Regions from separate parts of the Anser cygnoides genome. Here region 2 is linked to region 1. The links are chromatin contacts, called in public Hi-C maps. All regions are on one chromosome and are shown on one strand. The core of a region is the stretch at or near the end of the contact, and the rest is flanking DNA. Distances in the headings are between cores, read along the strand shown. Region 1 holds the start of LOC106048249 (olfactory receptor-like protein COR4). Region 2 holds the start of MYRF (myelin regulatory factor).

Evidence for each region. A called contact is a pair of places that touch in the nucleus more often than the background predicts.
Region 2: a contact with region 1 is called in a Hi-C map of liver, with 1.8 times the contacts expected there. The contact joins the promoter of MYRF here to the promoter of LOC106048249 in region 1. A contact is called at or near these places in 2 of 7 Hi-C or Micro-C datasets (both in liver).

The regions. Positions count from the first base shown.
Region 1 is chr5:36,267,416-36,274,083 of Taihu_goose_T2T_genome, forward strand. It overlaps LOC106048249 (olfactory receptor-like protein COR4), which reads left to right and starts at 1,828. Exons shown (of 1, transcript XM_066998881.1): 1 at 1,828-3,629. The coding sequence starts at 2,551. The coding sequence ends at 3,492.
Region 2 is chr5:36,408,343-36,414,392 of Taihu_goose_T2T_genome, forward strand. MYRF (myelin regulatory factor) reads right to left here and starts at 1,687. Exons shown (of 26, transcript XM_066998806.1): 1 at 1,472-1,687. The coding sequence starts at 1,517.

The sequences.
Region 1 (6,668 bases), core at 578-3,077:
TGAGCGGTGGCTTTGGGACCCTCAGCTGGGTCTGGGGGTACCCAGGGCTGGGGAAGGAGCAGGTGCGGGGATGTGACCGGTGCTACAGAGTGGGGGCGAGTCCCCAAATGCCATGGGGCCCCTAACACAGCTGGGGTGACGGTGACGCCGCCTTTGGGATCAGCACCCCAGAAGCACCGGGTTTTGGGGAGCGGGACCGGAGCAGACTGTGTGTGGGGGGCACCACCTCTCTGAGCCCCCCCATCCATCACCGCCCCGCCTGCATCCCCTGCGGCGCTGGCTCGGCCCCATCCATCTCCCGCTGTCAGCCGTGGGCCGGCATCGAGCGGGAGATGAGGAGGTGCGAGCGGCGATGTGACAGCAGAGGCAGGGGCTCGGCACGGCTGAGCCACGGTGTCGTGGCCCCCGCAGCCGATTTTTCTGCTTTCCCCTGGTTTTCAGCAAAGGCTGCCCAAGATAACCTCTCCAGTCACCATCAGCAGGGGGTTTTGGGACTGGGGGGTTGGACACCGTGCAGCAAACCTGGCTTTTAGCAGCTGCTCCTTGGGAGAGAGGCCTCCAGATGCCAGAAAATGGGGTGGTTGGCTTAAAAAAACCACAAGGCTTGTGAAAGTGGCTGCTTCGGGGTGTCAGCATCATTCAGTTTCACTTCTTCCTTCCCAGGGCTGCAAGCCTCCTATTTTGGGGCCATGAATGCAGAGATTCCGCTGGCACTTGGGTGCTTGCCCACTGGTGCCCCGCAGGGGGCTTCCTACAGCCCGAGGTTCTCAAGGTGGTACATCTGGGCCTGGTACTTGCCTAACCTGACCCCACTTGGCACAGCTTCTCCTCGCCACGAAGCCAGGCGTGACCCCAAGCATCACGGAGCGTAGAAGGGCTGCGCACAGCCTCTGCAGGGTCACGGAAGGAACCATCCTGGAAACCCTTTGCAGGCAGAGGAAGGACAAGAAGGTGGCAACGAGGAGCCAACGTGGACTTACAGAGGGGAAATCACACCCAACCCACCCGGGTGGCTTGGATGTCGAGGTGGTGGCCCTGTGGGCAATAAGGAGAGCAGTGGGGGATATTTGCTTCGGCTTTAGCGAGGTCACCACCATCTCCCACCGGCTCCTCGTAGCTAAATTTGCAAGCTATTGGCGTGCATACAGGGAGCTGAAGATAGGTGGAAAAGTGTTCTGTCGCCCGTGCCCAGCTCCCTGTCGTGATAACGTCAATCTGCACACTGGTGAAGCTGTTGTGACCTTTGGGGTGTTTAAGCAGCGGACATGGCCGGCCGCGTGGTGGTCTGGGGTTTGCTTTAATGAGAGCCCGAAGCCCCCTTGATCTTGCCATCTCCTCTGGGTACACTGCTTCTCCAAGCCAAGGTGCGCAGAGATAGGATAATGACCTGCTTTGGGCTTTGCCCCTCTCCTGGGGCTCTCGGCCCCCAAATCCCTGGGTGACGTGATAGTGGGGGCGTTCGCTGATGGTGGTTAGATACCCAGCTGCCCCGCAGAGCCTCGGGCAGGCATGTCTTTGTGTCCATCCCCGAGATCCTCACCAGGGAAGCAGAAGGAGACACCTCCGAAATGTGAGTGAGCCTCGCAGCGCCCATCTCACCCAGTTTTCTCTTGCAAGAAGGAAAGAGCTCAGAGAGGGCAAGCGATAAGGACACGCGTGTGGGTTTTGTGTCCCTCACCGCCGGGCACCTGCGCTGTGAGCGTCCGTGCATGGCTGTGGGACAGGGAGGTTGTGGGCACTGCTGGTGTGGCTCAGCTGGGCAAAGCATCGTATGCTCATTTTTGTTCTTTGAGCCTTGCCTTTGCTTTCCATGGGAGAGAGGAGGGCACGCTCGGGGGGCTTCCTCTGCCCACTGGCCACGAAGGGCTGCTGGATGGGGACCAGAAGCTTTCCTGTAAAGAACACCCATGGAGCTCACTCCCTAAGGCAGGGGGCAGGTTGAAAGGGTGTTTTTTTTTTTTTTTTTTCCCCAAAAAGTATTTTCAAGGCGGGATTGTTCAGCTTTTGGGGTTGACTGTTGCTCTAGAAAAATCCCCATTTCTCTAAAAACAGGAGAGAGAACCAGAAAAAAAAAATTATAGCTAAAAGAGGCTATCAGGAAGCCAAGACAAACCTCTGTGTCCCCAGGGCTCACAGTTAAGAAGAAATCCCAGCAAAGAAGGAAGAAGCAGGTGGGTGGCATGTGCCTAAGAGAGCAAGGGTGAATAATTGGTGCCACACTGTAAGAGCACTGTGTTTCTCTGCCTTTCACTGCATTTGTCCCTGTTTCAGCTCGAGTGGGATGGCCTCAGAGTGAGCGCCAGCCGTGCTGTGCAGCTCAAGCAGAGTTTGGGTTTTGCAGCACCCTGTTTGTGTTACCCACGCGGCGTTATGTCTCTCGGCAAGCTGTCTCTAATTGATCCGTGCCTGAAATCTTCCTTTAGGTCTTGTCTCCAAACAGGGCCCACTGGGGAGAGGGCTTTTTGCCTGGGAGATACCTGCCTGTAGCAGAAGAAACTGCCAGCAAGGAGATCACGATCGTGCTTCACGCAGAAAGCGTGCGTTGAGCTAATGGCAGGAAGTAACTGCACCCGAGTGACCGCGTTCAGTCTAACAGGGCTCGCCGACGACCCCGGGGCTCAGACTGCCCTCTTCCTGCTGTTTCTGCTCATCTATATTGTCACCATCCTGGCGAACCTGGGGATGCTCGTGTTAATCATGGCCAGCCCGCGGCTCCACATCCCCATGTATTATTTCCTGGGCAATCTGGCTTTTGTAGACCTCTGTTCTTCCACCGCTATCGCCCCCAAGATGCTGGCTGACTTTCTGTCGGAGAAGAAGTGCATTACTTACGCTGGGTGTGTAGCTCAGGTGTTCATTTTCGACCTTTTGGGGGTGACTGAGGGCTTCCTGCTGGCCATGATGGCGTATGACCGCTACGTGGCCATTTGCTATCCCCTGCTGTATTCGGTCACCATGTCCCCAAAATGCTGTTTCCAGCTGGTGACCTGCTCGTACCTCATGGGGCTGACAAATGGCATGGGGCAGACCATTGGCATGTTGCGTTTATCCTTCTGCAGCTCCAGCATCATCGAGCACTTCTTCTGTGACATTTCCCCTCTGATATCGCTCTCTACCTCTGACACTACCCTCAACCAAATTATACTAAGGATTTTAGCATCTCTATTCGGCGTCTCCAGCGGCCTTGTTGTGCTGCTCTCCTACATCGCCATCATCTCCACCATCCTGAGCATCCGCTCAGCCGAGGGCAAGTGCAAAGCCTTCTCTACTTGCGCCTCCCACCTGACTGTTGTGAGCATCTTCTACGGGACATCAATCTTTATGTACCTAAAGGCCAGCTCAAGGGATGATAAGCATGCAGCAGTGCTCTACACCGTGGTGACCCCCATGCTGAACCCCTTGACCTACAGCCTGAGGAACCAGGAGGTGAAGGACGCTTTGAGGAGACTCACAAAAATGAAAAGATATTGTATGTTGTACATGTATGGCTAAGCAGAATAAAGATGTGAGTGACGTGCTCAGTTTTTTGGTTAAATAAGGTGTTTTTCTCACAGTGAGCAGCATAGGCTGTCCCTTCTGCTCAGCACATCGGGGCAAACGAGGTGAATCATGTTGTTCCAGGAAATCTAGCTCTCTTTCAAGGAAGTGTTGTAAAGTCGTTAAGGGCCAGCAAAGCTGGCCTCAGGACGGAAACACCTTTGTCAAGAAAAAGAAAGATGACAGCAACTAACTGGTATGCTACGTGGGAAATGTTTTTCCTTGTTTATACTCAAATCTCATTCAATGATTAACAGATAAAAAATTAAGTATGGTGGTCAGGTGACCTCTGTTGTGAATGAAGGCACGCATGCAAAGCATTTGTGTACTGCAGCAAGGGCTCCCTCCAAGGGTAGGTGCTACCAAACAGCCCCTGCCCACTGCTCCACTCCTTTGCCTTTGGTCTTCACGTGGACAGTGAGACAAGGCATGGTCCCCATGGTACCCTGCCCACAATAGCTCATGGGAACCATGGTGCTCTTCTCCTTCAGGCCCCAAACCACCCAAAGTTTTGCACCCATGCCAGCCTGGACTGGTGCTGATGCCTGCCCTGAAGCCTCTCCTGCTGCTTTCCTGCAGACGATGCACAAGCCGGTGCTGCCTCACTGTGTGCATGAAAAAAAAAAAAAAAAAAACAAATGCTCCAGTTTGGGTTTCACCTCAGCCATACCATACCATCTGTAAGGACTGTGGTGACGCCTGGAGCTCTGGTGATACCCTAGGGCCATGCAATAGTTTGGGTTGGCGGTGCGGCAGGGCAGAGGCTGCTTATCTGGATTAAATCAAATCTGGATGGCGGTGACCTGACGATCTGTTGACACACGGCTAGCCCAGACCTATGCATTCAGGGACATGTTAGGCAGCAGGTCTGAGTCCTCCTTTGTTTCCTGAGAATCTTGATAACTCCTGGTTACTCTTTAATCCAGCCCATCGTTGTCTTTCCCATCACTCTGGAGCAAACACACTCTCGGAGCACGCTGGGTGTCTCCCTCTCAGGGTTCGCTCTCCCATTCCTGGCTTATCAGCTCTGCAGCCGCCCTGCCGAGGGGGGCACCTCACTGGGGTTTCCCATGTGGCAAATTCACCCTAGGAAATCTCAGCCTGAGCTCCTTCCTCGGCCCTAACGTGAAGCCTGTGGGGCGCTTGCTGGTGGTATCAAGGCAAAGTGAAGTTCTTGGTGCACTGCCGATCCCCCGTGCTCCTGCTGCTCCACCACTGCCATCCTCAGGATGCTGTTTAACCTAGGCAAAGGGACAATTGCCACATATTTCTTTTTGTAGAAGCTTCTACGCTATTTTAATGTTTTGTTTATGGCCCCAGCGTGCCTCGTCTTGCTGCTGTGACCTGCGGCTGTTATTTGGCAGTGCGGGAAATACAATATTTAATGAACATGGCCCCCAGGCTTTGTGTCCAGCCAGTCTCACCTCCACCCTCCTCTGAATTTAAATGCAAACAAGAACTTTTGGTGTGCTAAAATACAAGTCTGTGGCTCCAGCACGTCTGCTTGGCTCTTCGTGGCTTCCTGACTGAGCCCTGTCTCACAGAGCCAAATGACACCATTTTCCTGCCCATCCTGCAAGCCGTGCCTGCTGTCCTTGGGGAAACCAGAAAGAGCTTCCTAATCCTGACGAGTGGGGAGCAAACGAGCAGCGAGCAGAGATGGGGCTGGCACCTGCATCTGCTCTGTTGGGCTGCCAGTTGCTTTGGCAGCCTCTCCTCTCGACGGGCAGGATACGTCCTCAAAAACTGTTGTAGCTTTGTCTCTGTGTCGTCGCAAACGCTCCTCCTACTTTAGATGCAAATGAGCTTCCAGCTGAAGTTTGTTTTACTTAAGGAGGCAGAAATAAGGCAACAAACAGTGGTTTAACCCTGGTTATTGTGTCTTCAGGGTCTTGCTTCTGAAATTGTACCCTGCAGAAAGCAGGTGCTGGATCTTAGAGATCCGCTGGAGCTCTCTGTTTTAGGTGGAGCTACCTTAATTCTGGTTAAATCTGATTTAAACGTAAGCCCGAGCAAATGCTGCTATCTCAGGTGTAGGATCCACGTCCCCTTTTTTACTCGGTGATTAGGGCTGGGAGTCACCTCAAATGGAAAGGACGTGGCTCTTAGCATCAAGCAGCATCGTGTCACCAACCAGCCAGAGGAGATGCATTATGGGGCCTGGTGCTCACCAGCGCGGATTAACTCGGTGAGGAGGTTGACATCAGAGGCAGCCTGGGCTGCCTTGAGGAGTTAATGACCTTGAGGAACATGAGCCTGGCAAAGAGCAAAGTCAGGGCCTTGAACTTTAGAAGTTAAGGCCAGGCTGAATGGGGCTTGGAGCAACGTGGTCTGCTGGGTAGCATCACTGCCTGTGGCAGGGGGGTTGGAACCAGATGAGCTTTAAGGTCACTTCCAACCCAAGCTGTTCCATGATTCTGTGACTCTGTATGTCAGTGCCCTTTGTGGCTGAGGGAGATTTGGTCACGTACATCAGTGTGGTCCAGGTCAGACACCAGCATTCATCAGCTGAGAGATGCATCGGCCCTGCTGACTGCGTTGGCCGGAGCTGTGTTCACTGCAAGGCTCATGGTAGCAGCAGGCACTAAGCCTTGGGTCTCAATCTGTGCTGAATATGAAATGGGGTACAACGAATCCCATTCTGGAGGTCCCTACTAAAGTTGGTGGTTAAGCAAAGGCACAAAAACAGAGACACATATTTATTCTCCTTTGAATAAAAAGGGGTGGATAACTCCCGGAGAGCTGGAACCTGGAGACCAACCCTTTTCTCTCAGAGCTAGAGGAAAACCAAGCCAACTTCATTTTGCCTTAGCACATAAAAGTTTTTTAATATTGCACCTTAGAGCAAAGGTGAGTTTTATGAGTTCCCTGGGGCTGGGACTGCTCCTCAAGTCCCTGGGTCCCAAGGCAGTGATGACTCCAGATCCCATAAGGCAATATTAGGTGAAGACAGCTTCTTAGAGAAGTCCCTTTGCAGAGTTGCTTCATAGCTGTATGTCTCAGAGAAGTCACAGGGGGAGGAGGAAGAAAGGACCATTGTGGGAATAGAGATAAATTGTGTAATTTTGAACAACACTGCGATTCACAGGGCTGGTGATGTGCAAGAATTAAGTATTCTTCTATTAAGTAGA
Region 2 (6,050 bases), core at 437-2,936, 140 kb after region 1:
TGCCTGTGGATGATGTTGGGGTGCTGAGCGAGGGCTGCGTGGGGTGCTGGGGAGGCGCACGGTGCGCCGAGGACAGCAGGTGGGTGGGCAGGGTTAGGAGCTTGGTCCCAGCGGCAACCCCAAAACAAAACGAGCCCCCTGAAGGCTGAGGAGAAAACAGGCGGGGAGCACATGATAAGAACCCGCGTGGCGAGGCTTCCGTCCTCGCTAATCCTGTCGCTCCCAGGAACCCAGAACCACGGCTGGAACAAAGAGGGGATGCTTCGGCCTCTGAGGGGACGCATTACTGAGGACACGGACACTAGGAGAGGGGAAAGCCAGAGGTAAGCAGCTCGAGCCACGGCTCAGTCCCAGCTTCTCCTGAGAGCATCTTCTGCTTGTGGCGCACCTTCCTCTTCCTCCACGGGTCCAGTCCTTTGGCCAGCCAGAAAAACGAAGGGGCTGTGGTGCTCCCACCCCGGTGGAGCGGAGCGAGCGCAGGCAGCACACTGCCCAGCGCCCCTGCAGCCAAAGCACAGCACAAGGACCCCTGGGGGAGTCCCATGCTCCAGACCTGACCCATGCATGCAGACAGCTCTCTGCCGACCGCGGGCCGAGCCACAGGCCGTGCTGCCACCAGCACCGGGACCTGTTGATGCAATGAAGCCTCGCCGGGACGGGTGTGTTGTCGCCCCTCGACAGGCCCACGGCCCACACAACCAAAACGTCCTCCTGGGAACGGGCCCACCAGAGAACAAGGGGCACGCGGCGTGGGGCGCAGCACCAGAAAGACAGAAACAAAGACAGTGAGCGGGGAAGAGAAGCAACGAGGGTCAACCAGGAAGAGAGGAACGTGCCAACAAAACCGGCCCAGGGAGAAGCTGCGCTGAGCCAAGGGAGGGACAAGAAAGGGCAGGAGGGTCCCAGCGCCTCCCCAGCAGCACGGCTCAGCCCTACGGACTCCCCAGCTGCTGCGAGCAACCACGTCTCACCCCTGCGTGACAAATTCTCTTAGCAATCACTTTTCCACCCCGGGCTTTGGTAAAAGCTGCCTCCAGTTCGCACTCACGTGAAGGAGGCTGCGCTCTGTGACGGGGTCCGGGCTGCGGGCGGACAGCAGAGCCCTACAGACACCGGTTGAGGCACCGGCTGTTGCGGGGTCCTCTGCCAGCCCCCCCCGACGGGTGCCGAAGACGGGCGACGTCCCCGCTGAAGCTGGCAGCGGGGAGCCCGTCCCGGCGGCCGCAGTGCGTGGGGAACACGAGTGGGCAGAAACTCGGCCCCGAGGCGAGCCGGGGGCGGCCAGGAGCCGCGACCCCTGCGCCGAAGTGGCTGCCAGGAGCCCGGCCCGAGGCACGGGGACGGTCCCCGCGGGGCAGCGGGCGGAGAGCGCAGCGCTGCCAGCCCCGGGGCGGCTCCGCGGGGCCCGGAGGATGCGAGCCGGGCCGGGAGCTGCCCAGGCGGCTCGGACCTGCCCCGGGGCTCCGCTTACCTTCAAAGAAGCGCTGCAGAGCCTCCGTCTCGTCCACCACCTCCATAGCTGTGCCATGCACCGGGCGGCCGGGCTACTGTCCGCCGCGGGGCATCCCCCGGGGCCGCTCCGCAGCGCTCCGCAGGGCTCCCGGAGCCGCCGGCGCCCAGCGCGGCCGCCGCTGCCCACCGGCCGGCCCGGGCTCGGGCTCGGGGCTGCGGCGCCGCGCTCCGCCTCCCTCCCTCCGGCCCCGGCCCCGGCCCCGGCCCCGGCCCCGCTCCGCCCCCGCCGCCCGGCGCCCCCCTGGCGGCCCCGGCGGGCAGCGCAGCCCGGGGGCGGCCCCACGGCGGCCGGGGGGCGGCCGGCGAGCGGAGCCGGGGCGCGGGGCGTAAATGAAGTCACAGTTGTCCGAGCGCAGTTAACCAAACGCCGGGCCCCTGCCAGGCGCAGACTGTGGGGCCATTCTCTTCTGGGCAGATAAAGCGCACAATGCGGTTTTGTCCGTCCCCACAAACCAATTCAGAAGGGCAGATTCTCTTACATATATAAATATATTTTTCTCGCTCCCACAGCTGTGCAGTGACCAATTCTTCTCTGGGGAGGGGAGGGGGGCTGAGGTTTGGGGAGAGTAATAGGTCTATTATTTCAGGGATGGAAAGAAAGAGCTCAACAGCCCTTTTTTCTTCTCTCTCCCTCTTTCCATTAAGACAATTGTTATTCTCCGTTACCCCACGGCCCTTGTTCCTGGGCACACGCACTCACATCCCCCCATCTTCGGGCACAAGCTGCGTGGGAAGGAAGCAAAACATTTTCTGTGTCGAAGTTTATTCTCGCCGTGGAGCCCGAGGGCCAGCCCGGCCAGACCCACATCTGCTCGGGGCCAGGCCAGGCACTAGGCCCTACCAGGTATTAGACCTCAGAATTAAATGCTCCTGGATCTAACGAAGGACCCCACCAGCTCCAAATGCAGCCAGGGCTAACTAGTGACTGGGTTCCTCTCCTGCCCCTGAGCTTGCCAGGACGTCTGGGAGGGAGGCATACATGTTAAAGATCACCTCCAGTCTCCTATGCACACAAGAAGTAGCTACACACAGGGTAAGATGCTCCTTGCCGTAAATAAGGGTATGCAAAGGAGGCCCTTTAGGATCCCTCACGTCTCGCGTGCATCTCTTCCATGTCCCTGTGAGTTCCCAAGCATCACCCGGACCTCTCTCCTGTAATAATTTACAGGAGTGGCAGGAGGGAGCCGGAGCTTCAGCTGCTCAGGCACAATAAAACAACAGGGGAAGGCCAAGGCTATTCTGGGTCACTTCACTGGTGGCTGCCAAAGCCAGCAAGAGAACCTGTAAACAGGCTGAGCTGGCAGAAGATCAAGTCCCTGCCAGATACGGCATTAGACCCTGAAGTTCAGTCCAAAGATGATCCAAAGACTTGAAAGGCGAATGACCCTCAGACCGATCCGCCTCGGATCCGTAACCCTCTGGATCACCTGCTCCATTCCCTGCCTGGGATTCTCCACCCCAAGGAGTGAATTCCCGTGCGGCGACCGGCTTCAGGCAGACCTCGGTGACCTCTCTGCTGTCCCTCAGCAGCCACACCACAGGCTGGGGCATAGCAGAGCAGCCAGATGCCGTCGTGCCCGCTCCCAGCCCACTGCCGAGCTGGGAGAGCCCTCCGAGAGCATCCCAATAGCGACTGGGACTCAGCAGAACAGCTACCAGCCTCGGCAAGCTGCCTCCCAACAAATACCCGGTGTACTTACGGGGGGAGCAAGATAAACGAATGCTCGGCTCCATTGTCCGCACCACAGAGTTATCATAAGAACAAGCAGGCCGATGGCTCAGAAATAATTTCTGAAATAACTCCGTGTCTTTGGGCAATAGCACGAAGCTTGCCAGGTATTTGCGCACTGCGCACAGCCGGAGTATCCCAGACTCAACGTGGTTTTACCTGTGTGGTGCCATTACCGTGGTATCACACACTTCATTATCTTAGTAGTAAGAGGCGTCAGTGATTAATAACCGCTACTCCCACTTCTCACGGCGAAGGCAGAAGTCCCAGCTGGCAACCCATGAAACACAAGCCACGTCTCCTGATCCCAAGCCAGTGCCCAGTCCCTTGGACCAGACTTCCCCCCAGGGCTGGTGCACCCATCTTTGCTGTGTCTGGACCACTCAAGGTATCGGCTGTCCGCCCTTCTCACCTTCGTTTTTTTCCTGCATGTTTGGATCTCTGTCCCAAGGAGTACTGCTGTCTCATTCCTGGACCTAACTAAAGGGAAAAGACAGTTTGGGCACGCGCTCCTGATGGCACCGAGGCACGCACTCAGGCTCGTCCCTTCTGGAAACGGGACAGTGCACCTGGCCCCTCACTGCAACGAGCTCCGACCCTGGCATGTCAGGGTCGTAATCGTGCAACCCCCAAGAAATACTGGAGAGTTTTGAGCCCAGAAACACTTAAAGGTATTTGATCTACTGTTGTTGCACACTAAGCAGCACCAGGGGATAGAAATCCAGCCCCCATCACAGGGGGCTGCTTTCCTTGCTGCCTCCCCTCTGCCACTCTCCCTCCCGCTCAGCCCGTGTCCTCCTGTTTCCCCGTCTCTCCCCCTCGGATACACACACACACTCCCTTCCTCATTTCCTCCGGGTCACGCTCTCTGTAAACACTGCTCTCTCTATGCCATGTGGTTGGTCGGGAGCTCGAGCCAAGGAGGGGGTGGAGGGATATTACTCATGGAAGGTGTGGCTGTTGCTCCCTCCAGCGCTAAATTTCAAAGTCCAATTGAAAAGAAAAAAATAATTCAGCAGTGCCCCCCACCCTGCCTCACACCCCGGCACCCCATCAAGCTTCTCAGACACAGCCCTAAGTCTTCTGGGTCTCCTATTACCTTCCCTTGAGCCACTGTCCCGGGGGCCAGGTTAGCAGGCACGAGCCCCCAGGAGCCAGAACCAGCAGCCCGGCTGAGGTGAGGTTCAGCGGAGCAGGGCGCTTGGGCACCAGACGTGGGGGTGCCCTGATGCGGCTGTGCCATCAGATGCCAAAGGAGATGCTGGAGGTGCTGGAACATTCGGCCCCTCACACTAATAGTTCCTGTGTTACGTACTCGGCGCGCGCACACCCACTGGTTTAGCACCTTCACGATATATCAGTTTCAAAGCTGGTTTAGAGCCCACTCTAGTTACAAGAAGCGACGGTGCTCAATTTCACCACAGAAAAAATCAGGGGGCAATGGGGTGCGCCCGTGTCGAAGCGGTCGTACACCAGCAGTCTTCGCGCCTTGTTCCTTTGTGTCCTCTTGGGAAGTGGGCTTACGAAACCGCCCTGTGCGTGCAGCTGTGCCTGCCCTGACTTTAGCCTGTGCTAGTCTGCCTCACCAGCATTTATCGGAGGCACAATTAGGGCAAACTCTACACATTTTACATGTACTAAATAGGACATACTGACACTTCCCCATGGACCCTGTGAACTGTGTTCAGGTGGCCTCCTTAGCTACGCAGTTTCGGAATGCTTCCTGTTGGATATGTCAGCCAGGACTCAGATTTAGTCACACTGCACACGGTTAAAAACGAAGATAAGGCACTACACATGCAGCCCCTGTGCCGTTTCCACAGGTTGCTGTAGCCACTGGGCTTAAAAAGCAGAGAAACTGTAATATGGCCAATTTACTGTCACCCTCGAAGTCTGCGAAGAAGGGCTGCAGAAAGCAGGCAATATTATTGCCAGTATTAGTACTTGTATAGTGTTTGGGTGGGAAAGGGGCTGCTGCGTAAGGGCTTCATGTGGGGATGGTCCATGCAGCCTCCCCTGCACTCTGCTCGGGGCTTGGAGTCAGCTCAGCCCCAGGGGCTGTGCAGGACTTGTATTTCCCATGGTTATTTGGCTGCACCAGGGGACGGGGAAACTTCTCTCCTTGACCCTACCTGACTTCCCTGGGGAAGAGCTGGTGCTCTTATCTGGTGTGACAATGCTTCTTTGAGCCAGCCAGCGAATTCAGTGTGATCACACGGTGATCCAGAACCTTCAAGCGAAGACTACAGCTTCGATTAGTAACGCCACGGGAATGCAGGCAATGAGGGGAGCCAGAAAGCTGGTGACAAAGCTCCCTCTCACGCAGCGCTGGCCTTGTGCACCCGTGTGCTCTGCCCCAGCCACGTCCCCGCAGGCTCCCACCTCCTGCACCCCACCTCCCCGAGCCCCAGTGCTGAGCAAGGCCACCAGAAAGCCAAGGGCCTTTCGCTGCCGGCAGCAGGAGCGTCAGGGAGACATCACTACTCACTCACTAACAGAGACCCCATTTGGGAACGAATCCTTTTGCGACTTCAGAGGTCTCACAGCAAGTCGGCAACAGAACCAGGCTCAGCTCCGGGGTTCTCTCGGTTGTTTTACAACGCTTAGTTTGCGGGATGGTGCTGGCAGGCAGAGCTGGGGAGCTTGCAGATCTCACCAGCTAACTGGTTCGAGGCACTTTGGGAAACCCTCAGATGAGCTCGGGAAGAGCTCGGGAAGAGCTCATCAGATTGACTGACCTGATTAAGGAATTCACAGAGCTCACAGCTGGATTTCAAGGGCTGCAAGGCAAGTGACAGTGCTTAGGAAA